Linked DNA regions of Gossypium hirsutum: region 1 is linked to region 2. The links are chromatin contacts, called in public Hi-C maps. All regions are on one chromosome and are shown on one strand. The core of a region is the stretch at or near the end of the contact, and the rest is flanking DNA. Distances in the headings are between cores, read along the strand shown.

The links. A called contact is a pair of places that touch in the nucleus more often than the background predicts.
Region 1: a Hi-C map of leaf shows a contact between it and region 2, with 1.6 times the contacts expected there. The contact joins the promoter of LOC107902021 here to the promoter of LOC121224487 in region 2. A contact is called at or near these places in 3 of 34 Hi-C or Micro-C datasets (leaf, petal and seedling).

The regions. Positions count from the first base shown.
Region 1 is chrD12:4,330,840-4,335,761 of Gossypium_hirsutum_v2.1, reverse strand. LOC107902021 reads right to left here and starts at 3,312. Exons shown (of 5, transcript XM_016828245.2): 1 at 3,033-3,312; 2 at 1,567-1,863; 3 at 1,281-1,487; 4 at 1,015-1,143; 5 at 449-830. The coding sequence starts at 1,779. The coding sequence ends at 624. It overlaps LOC107902020 (aquaporin TIP1-2), which reads left to right. Exons shown (of 2, transcript XM_016828242.2): 2 at 1-447. The coding sequence ends at 239.
Region 2 is chrD12:4,136,521-4,141,532 of Gossypium_hirsutum_v2.1, reverse strand. LOC121224487 reads right to left here and starts at 1,989. Exons shown (of 1, transcript XM_041107897.1): 1 at 895-1,989. The coding sequence starts at 1,989. The coding sequence ends at 895.

The DNA of each region.
Region 1 (4,922 bases), core at 2,063-4,562, 190 kb before region 2:
GCCCAGCCTTACTGCGAGGTGGTTCGTTGTGGGATGGCCATTGGGTCTTTTGGATAGGACCTTGTTTAGCTTGCATAATTTATTATGGCTTCACCAAGGGCTTACCCAAAGAAGGCCTTGTTTGGGAAGATGAAAAGCATGACATTAAGAATTTAGCCGCTCCTACACTTTGTTGTTGGGGACCTAGAAGTAGGACAAGTCAACTTAATGGGAACGTTTTGGAAATTGTGAGACGCTGAATCACTGATGGAGGCTACCGCCTACCAGGTGGAGTGTATTATTATTCTCATGGGAGACTGAATATATTTATCTCCAAAAGATTAAATCAGAGTAGCAAATTGAATAAAATTGGATGTTCTCTATATATTGGTAATTGGTGTGATCATCATGGACAATTTCTAGGGCTGTACCTGTATGAAAAGAATGTCAATGCTCCAAATAATGTCTGTTAGCTGATAAAACATGCATTAGGTTTAGTTACGTTAAGAGTAACATATTTCATTAACACAACCCAGTAAACTGCACAACAAATGACTTAAGCTAGTAGGTAAATGTACTTGATTAAACCAGAATTTATTGAACCTTTTTTTATTTCATGACACCTGATATGTGATGATAGGCAACTAGGTTGATGCCTGTAAAAGCGATAAGGATGATGGAAGGGGCTCATGAACAACAGAATTCGAAGAAACCGAGATGGGATTTCCCTCCAACTGCAGCATGATGCTCCCCATGATCTCTGTCAATAGTTTCGTGAACTCATCTTCTTTAATCATCTTCCCATCATCCGCGTCTATCCTGTTGAGAACATCAGCAACAACCTTGTCCATCTGGTGAATTTCAAAAAAGAGTTTTAGTTAGTGGAGTGAAAAAAAAACAAAGGTGTTTTAGGGCATGCCAATCTAGCAACCCTCCGGAAACCAGAGCTGAGTGTTGCAGTTTGCAAGCTTTTTGTTATGTATTGATGAATGTGAAGATGCAGGCGATCGAGATGTGTGGTTGCAATACCAATACCTGTTCAACAGCACCGATTTGAGTTAATCCAACTGATGGAGCCACTACATCTAGCACCACACGTAAATACTCCTTTGATATTTTCCCATTGCGATCCTTTGGCACATTTTCTAAACCTACATTCAGCAACTGTATTGCGAAAATGAAAGACTTGGTTCAGTAATGGCGGCACAAGAGAAAATGTAAAATCCGACATAAATATATACACACAGGGAAAACTAGGGTAAGACAAGAAAATACGAAAGCATGTATATGTATGTATATACCTTGTCTAATTCAAACTTGTTGGATAGTAGTCTTTTAATGCCACTTCCATCAAAGGTGTTTTCACTATGAGCAACAATCACAGGCTCCTCCTTGAGATTTTGAGCAACACGCTTAGCTACTTTCTTTGATTCTTCCAAGAAGGTTTCTTGAGAGACAGGTTGGTCATCCCATGATTCCAAAGCTGGTTCCACTATGTTCCTCATAACCTACACAAGCAGAAGAAAGACCAAATTCACATTCTCCTAATATTACTGACTGAAACGAAAGGTGTAAAAAGCCAAATACCCAAGAATCTGACGAAGGGGGCATTCCTTGATCAACTGTAAGTTTCTCCAAAGCCTTAGTAATACAATCACGCAACGATGCATCTTCACACTCTATCTGTGAAAATATAGACACCATCTCCGCTTCATAACTTGGACCATTGATGAATTCCAACAGATCTTCTCCATCCATACGGAGGATCACAATAGGATCCCGCTTCAAACCTGCAGCCATACCAAGTAGAATATCTGAAAGAGCCTCTTTAAGCCCAGTTTTGCTCACCTTTTGTTGTTTTCCATGGGTGAATTCTTTCAAAACCTGAAAAACATTTCTAAATAATGTCAGCTTCCATATCCCATCACCACTCTGATGATCCATCGTGTGATGATTTCAGTTCCTAATTCCCGATCTCTATTCACAACCTATAAACACATATGCAGAACCAGAAGCTTATGCGCTTATTTTATACGCTAATGATCGGAAATCATACTGGCACTGGTCCTGGACGTGGTCCAAGTCTTACCTGTTTTTATATTTCTCTATCATGAGAATAGTGCTCAATTGTCTCGTCTCCAATTTTTATCAACTCATTCTCCTAAAGGAAAGAGGGGACCCCCCGATAACTACCTTTATAGTGTATATGACCATATTGATCTCATTATTTAAAGGGAAATTTGAGTAAACGATTCACGAATTAGGTATAAAAGTGGAAGATGGTCCAATATTGAAGCAAGTACTTGCGTTTTCCCCACTAATCATGACATTCAAAACATACAAACAAGGCTTTCATTAATTTAATCTTAGTCCGAAGTGTGGCTTGATTGTGCACTTTTGGCCAATGGTGTCACAGTTTGATTGGATAACGAGGCAAGCAAAGTCTTAAATTAATCATTCATGGCTTGTATGCAGAATAAAGTTCCTAAAAGACAACCCTAGTTTCCACAAGATTCGTCACTAGATTCCTTCCCATATATGAAGATAAAAGGAAAAGGTAAAGCAAGTGTGAGTGGGAGAATAGCAGAAAGTCGCCCATATAACACCGACTGAATCAATCCATAGGTCGATTGTTCTCGAGCAAGTTAGAAATGGAAATTTTGACAATTAAATACCCCTTACAAGTCAATTGGTCAAAGCCTCAAAGGACAATGGGTTTTTTATACTTGTGACCTTGGTGGCTGACTGCCTGTATGTTATCCATTAATTTACAACTTACAAATGATACAGCGACAGCTAAAAGGTTGGATTATTGGAAACTGTAAGATTAGCAAATAAGATTACATTTTTTTTTATACTTGGTGCATCTAGACTTGGCTTCTTGTTTTTTTTTTTCTAAGATGATAGCATTAAAATTCGTTTAATAGAAATTCTCTTGTTACCTGTCTTAGCTAGGAAAAGAATCCTAACATGCATGAGCTTTACTTAAAGCACGAAAATAACCAAGAAAGAGATAGAAAATGAGGTAGGTGGGGTTTTGGGACAAGACAAACCTCAAAGTAAATAATATGATCTGAAGAACACTAAGCAGCCAAGCCAAGAGAGGCACTGACATCAACAACACCAGGTTGTACTGTAAATGCTTCACAGAAAGCTGACCATCACTGTCCTTACCAAGCTCCCTTGAACTTAAACTTCTTTAGGGAGGTTCCTCCTGTCCTCTACTACTTGTCTGCATTAATTCTCTTTTAGAACAAAAGCGGGTGGCTGTCTTGTGAGTTAAACAGCTAGGCCTCTTTATTTTTGCAGTGGCCTCTGAGTCAAATACGAATGGCCTTTTGACGGGTGCTTCTTTAGGCTGTTTTATATACAAGTCTCGATTTGGGGGTAGGACACGTGGGATGGTAGTGAGCCTCCGATAAGGGAAGTTAGATATGGGGAGCACAAAAAGTCCATCCCTCCTTTTTTACTTTTGTCACCTTCCCCCCACTTCGTGGTGACGCGTGGATTACTGTTGAGATTTTCTTTACCCTCGATGGATACGTGGTAATCAAATGTTGATGGAAGCCATTTTAAAATTTTATTTTGGATAAACTCTCACTTTAGTCCTGTAAATCTTTGTTTTTATCTTTGTTTGAAGTCATTCAATCGGTGACTCACAGCCAGGGGTAGCAGGTAGAAAAATTTTCATTTAAGTTTTCTTATAATTTATAAAATTTTAAATTAATAATAATAAAATTATATTTTATTTCTTTAAAATTAATAAAAATTTATTTTAATTTTTTAAAATTTATAAAAATAAAAACTATTAAAACAATAAAATTATAATTTTACTACATAAAAATATATAATCTAATTATACCCCTTAAAATAATTTCAACTTTATTAAGTGCAACCATGTTAAGAATATCAACTAGACCTAACCCTCAAATATATATAATTACTTATCTTTTCTATTTGTAAATCATCTTTTATTTTTTCTTTTCTTCCTTTCTTTTAAATTGTTAGTTTTTCATAACACAATTATTAGTTTTTTTTCCAAACATCAAGTTCAATTAACATAATTAATTTATAATATGTTATATTTTTATAATAAAATTATTGAACACTTGATTTTATATGATAAAATAATTGAATATTATTTTTATGCTAATAAGTGACAATTAAAATTTTTAATTTTAATGACAATATAATTAAAATATTTCGTTACGATAAAAATTTACTTAACAATAAACTAATAATTTATATGGACATCAATGTTTTTGGAACTAAACTGATACTCGAATTGGCTAGGTAACTGGTTCCGATTCAACAATTATTATGCATTATTGAAATTCATAAAAATAAAACAATCATTAAAAATTATAAAATCCGGTTTAGTCAGTTCGTATCGATTTGCAGTCAATCATTTTTTTTGCCTTGTTCTGGATTGATGTACCGACGATTGTCGGTCCAATCAATATGGCTAGTCGGTCCGGTCTAATTTTGAAACATTAATTGGATGCAAACATTTAAATTACGTAAATATATAATTATATGGAGTGTAAAACAAACTCAAACTCAAAATCGAAGTCAAAATAACCTGAACTTGAAAAGATCCAAACCCGAAATAACTCGATTTGAACCCACCCAAACCCATCGATTGCCACCTCTATTATTAATCATACAATCATTAATTATATAAACGTAATCAAATGAATTATATTTAGTCATACATTTAATGATCCAATTGAATTGTTTCTATGCTAGTGTAATGACATTATGTGCATTTGCCAATTATGTATATAATTGAATGAATTATAATATTAATTATATAATCTTTTATCGAATTGAGTTTAAGTACTATGTATAAATATAATTTAATGAATTATATAATTAATCTTACATTTAATGATCCAGTTGAATCATTTATGTACTAGTCTACTGACATTATGTGCATACAC
Region 2 (5,012 bases), core at 740-3,239:
ATTTCGTTAAATTAATCTGTAAGTTCTCAAGCTTCTCCAGAACCGATCCATTTGATGACTTCCAGGATTTCCAAATTTCTTCTTCTATTGATTCCTCTGTGGTCCACCAAGCTTCGAACTTAAAACTTGGAACTGTCTTGAATCTGCTTTCATTAGATGTGCTTATTAGAAGAGGACAATGATCCGAAAGAGTGGACGTTAAATGATGAATATTGCCCGTTGGAAATAAATCCATCCATTTTTCATTCGCAACACCCCTGTCTAATCTTTCTCGGATGTTCGTCTTTGGTAGATTCCCTCTTTCCCATGTATACCATATTCCTGAATATCCCAAATCTAAGAGATGATATTCTTGCAGAACTTCGCTAAACGCTGCCATATTCCTTTCCTCCCTCGGTTGACCTCCCCTTTTTTCAAATGAATAAGCTATTTCATTAAAATCCCCACTCACTAACCAAGGATACTCTCGCTCCCGTCCCAAGATCTTTAATAAACCCCATTAGGCATTTTTGTTTTGTGAATATGGTGAGCCATAAAACCCTGTGAATCACCAATCTTCATGAACACCTTCTTCTTTGACCAGCACATCGATATGACTTGTTGACATGGATTTAAGATTAATCTGAGCCTCCTCTCGCCATGCTAAGCAAATCCCACCCCACGTACCAACAGCTCCTACTTCAAGCCCATTCGTGAATCCACACCTTCTTCTAATTGCTTCCATACGCTTTTCACTTACTTTAGTCTCCATTAAGAAGACTAGTTGAGGATTATTTTACTTCAGTAAAAATCGAAGCTTTCGTACTGCCCGTGGACTCCCCAATCCACGGACATTCCAGCATATGATTTTCATTGTGCCCGGTCGGCTTGCCCATTGGCAGCCGCCGATCATGTCTAGTTGAAAAATTCCATTTGCAAATTAGTTTCATTCTCCGTGATTAGATCCTGTCCACCATGTCTCGCCCTTTTTGGATTCTCTTCCTGAGTCTCTTTTGTCCCGTATTCATCTTGTATTAACTCTGCCAATTTCTTTTTTTGCAATATACTATCTGCCTCATGATTTTTCATCATTCCCATTAATTTCATTCTTCTCCAACTAGCTTTCCTGGCTGAATTCAGATTATTGGCATTACTATTTACAGTATCTCCTTCATTGATTCCTTCTTCCTTTCGTATTTCTAAATCTGCAGCAATTGATGCCAACCATGCACCATCTTGGAGTCCTCTCATCATACCACTACTTTGCGCCCTGTACAAATATTCTTCCTGCTCCTTTGTAGTACCTCCAACATACAAGCATTGTGGTTGTAATTTTTTCGATAAAGCATTTAGCTTTAGACTCTCCTTTCCAACCAACGTTGACTCTGCTTTTAATGCTAAAGAGAAAGGTGGATCCTCTTCAATTTGGTTTTTCTCCGCAGGAGTAATTTCTAAGCAATCATGGAGACCATGCCCCAACCTACCACACCCAAAGCAGAAAATCGGCAGCTTTTCATACTTAAAAGGGATCCAGAATTTGTTCACATTCCCTATTGAAACAAAAACACCCCTGCGAAGGGGACTCTGTACATTTAACTTCACTCTAAGTAGACAAAACTCACCTAATATTTCAGATCTAATCACCCCTCCATAAGTGACTCCTATAGCATGCATAAGATCTTTTTTATCAAACTCTGGTAGACACGGCCCAATTTTAATCCAAAACGGAGATGAGACAAGTTGAATTTGATCTCTCATCGTTGGTTTACTCAGTCGATCAAACAGAATTAATTGTTTCCTAAATAACCATGGCTGGCCTTCTGTAATAGTCTCTAAGTCCTCTTCTAATTCAAACTCAATCAAAAAAAGGTTTTGTCCAACCACTTGAATCACGAATTTCTTCCTTGTCTTCCAAATACTCCTCATCTGTGCTTTGAAGCTATCTTGGTTGTAAGATTTCTTTGTCCATATAGAACATATCAGAGAAAAATTTCCGCTTAGCTCCACCATCGAACTTTTGACCGAAAGTTGAATAAGCTCCTCCGTTAATAGGGAGATCTCATCTCCCCCAAACCCCTCGTAACCACCACTCTCTATTATCCCAAGCCGCAGCAGCCACTGTTATCGCTAGGATACCAAGGATAGCACTCTTGGTTTCTAGGGTTTTTTGTATTATTTGTTCATTGAATACTTTTAGAAATTTAAAAGCATGATAAAAATAATTACAACATGATTTGTGCGTTAAATATTTAAAAAAACGTAATTGAAAAACAAGCAAAAATGAATTTTAAAAATATATTTTCAAATATTTTTTAAATACTTTTAAAATTTTTAAAATAACATAATTTTTAAACATAACATTAATTCACGTTTTAAAATTAGTTACTTATTTCAAAAAAATGCAATTACATATTATATATTATACGATGAGAAGATAATTGTATGTTGGTTTGGGTGTATAAATTTATATAGAATAATTTGATTTATATTTCAATTTTAAACATGAGTCCTTCTCACCCCTTGGTCCCAACCGGTTCAACTAATCCACATGATTTTTTTTCCCATCATGTTTACATTAAGCATAAATCTCCCCATTCTTTGTTTTCTTCAAAATAGTACTGCATCGCATTCTTTTTTATATCAACTCTACATTTCCATCTTTATCAAACCCTAGGGTTCTTTTATATATATATATATATATATGTAAAAACAAACTCAGGATTGTCCAACCAAAAAAATATAATTGACCATAAAATATTGTATTTATGGGGCTCAATTAAAGCGGGCACGAGAGTTGAAAAATAGGAGTAATGTGATGGAAAGTTGCTACAAATTTGGATTTCTAAAAAAAATAAATTCAATGCAAATTCTAAATATTATTCAAACATATTATTAACCTATGTATCACATGAGTATGAAATTCAGCATTATTAACAATGAAAACATTTATAATAAAAATTTTAAAATATTATATTATTTTTTTCATTCAATTTTTTTATATAATGTCTAAACTATCCATAAACCTCTTTCACTTGTAAATGCACAAGATAAAACTTGCTTACACATGTTCAACCCTATATGCTCAGTCGACTTAATTTTTTTTATATAGCTATATACTAGAAATTTTATTGTACCGTATTTAGAACACAAGTATACGTTTAAAAAGTATGATTTAAAATTAATAATAATAATGACTATATGTAATACATACAAAATTAAAATAAAAAAATAGTTTAAATTGTAATTTCAACTCAATCAACAACCTTATCAATATATACAAATAATGTAGGAGAAACAATTTATAAAAAAGAAAATCTGAAATAAAACTTGGAAAACTCTTAAAAAAAAAAACATAATATCCAAGTTATACCATAATCTCTAACATTATACTAATACCAAAAATTTCTAATGATATACTCTTTTTTTTTTCTGAGTGCATGGTGGAATTTTGGATTGCAAGGCAGGGGTATGGCAATCTCAATTATTTTTAAATTTTCATTAGCTTTTTAATTTTTTTTTTTAAATTTAATTAGTTTTTCAAAAATTTTGAAAAAATTCATTAAACCTTGTAAGCAGTTTCATTTATTTTTGGTCTGATATCTTGTAATTAAAGGTTTGATGCTGAATTTGAAGTTATGTATTGAATCATTGTTAAAAAATCTTTGGCTCGCTGAGTCACTCTTTTTGTTACTATAGAATGCCTCTCACTACGTTTTGAGAAATTGTAATGAAATTCTAAACATTATTTTTTGTAATACTCAAAATTATCTAATTTTGAATAAGTGATGTTAAAGTTAAAGTTAAAATTGATTTAAAAGTGAATAGAGGTAAATCACACGTGTTTTTTTTCTCCTGATACACCAGAGAATCTTGGGGATTTTATTTGTGTTGAGATGGGTTTTAATCGGGTGGGGAATTTTGGTATCTACCCTAAATTGTCATTGTTGCACAATAGAGTTGCGGTGAGTACGTTTGATTTCGTTGTGAACAAAGTACGGAAGTGGGAAGCGAGAAAATTGTCTTTGGCTGGTCTATAACTCTAGCAAGGTTTGTTCTCTTAGCTATGCCAAACTTTTTTATGTGTACGATGCGTATCCCTATTCCTGTGTGTAAGCAGATTAAGAAGATTGCCCGTAACTTCATTTGGGGAGCTAGTTTGGGGTCAAGGAAACCTGCATTGTTATCTTGGGGGAGTGTTGTTGCCCGCTAGACTCTGGAGGCCTGGGTATGAGAAATCTTGAAGATTTAGAACAATTTTTTTCTTGTTCAAAGCTTGGTTTTCAGTTGCTTTCGAATACAGATTCATTGTGGGCTAGAGTGATGAGTAGTAAATGCAACATACATGGTTTACTACTTTACTTCCAAGCTTTATTTCCAGAAGTAATTGTTCTTTCATTTGGAGGTCTTTAATGAAGTTCTGGCCAGAAACCATTGCTAATGCCTACTAGTCCGTTGGAGATGGTCGTCTAATAAACTTTTGGAATGATGTGTGGCTTAGGCAAATGGGTTCTCTCTGTGATTTCTATATAGGTCTTGGGCAGTCGGATGACACATTGCGAGTTTGTGACATGGTATCTGAAAATAGAAGCTGGGATTGGAGTCGTATTAGTCATGTTGTACCAAGTCATATTATCTTGCAATTTTCAACCGTAATGCTTCCGTCACCTAAAGCGGGTCAGGATTGCCTAGCTTGGAAATGGATGAAGAGAGATGTGTTTTCTTCTACTGAAATATAGGAAGTTGGTCCATGTTGAAGACATTGCTTCTCCTGCTGTTTGGAATTTGATCTGGAAAGCGAAGGCACCTCAGAGGGTGAGAGTCTTCTTATGGATATTATGGAAGAATAGATTGTTGACGAATTGCGAAAGAGTGCGAAGACACATGACTATTGATGGTGATGGTTCTCAATGTATTAGTGTTTTGGAAATGGAGATCCATGCAATTCGGGATTGTGCTTTTTCTAGAGCTGTATGGCTTGCTATGGTTTCAAGGCGAGTTTATGATTATTTTTTTCTCTTTGTCGTTCAATGAAT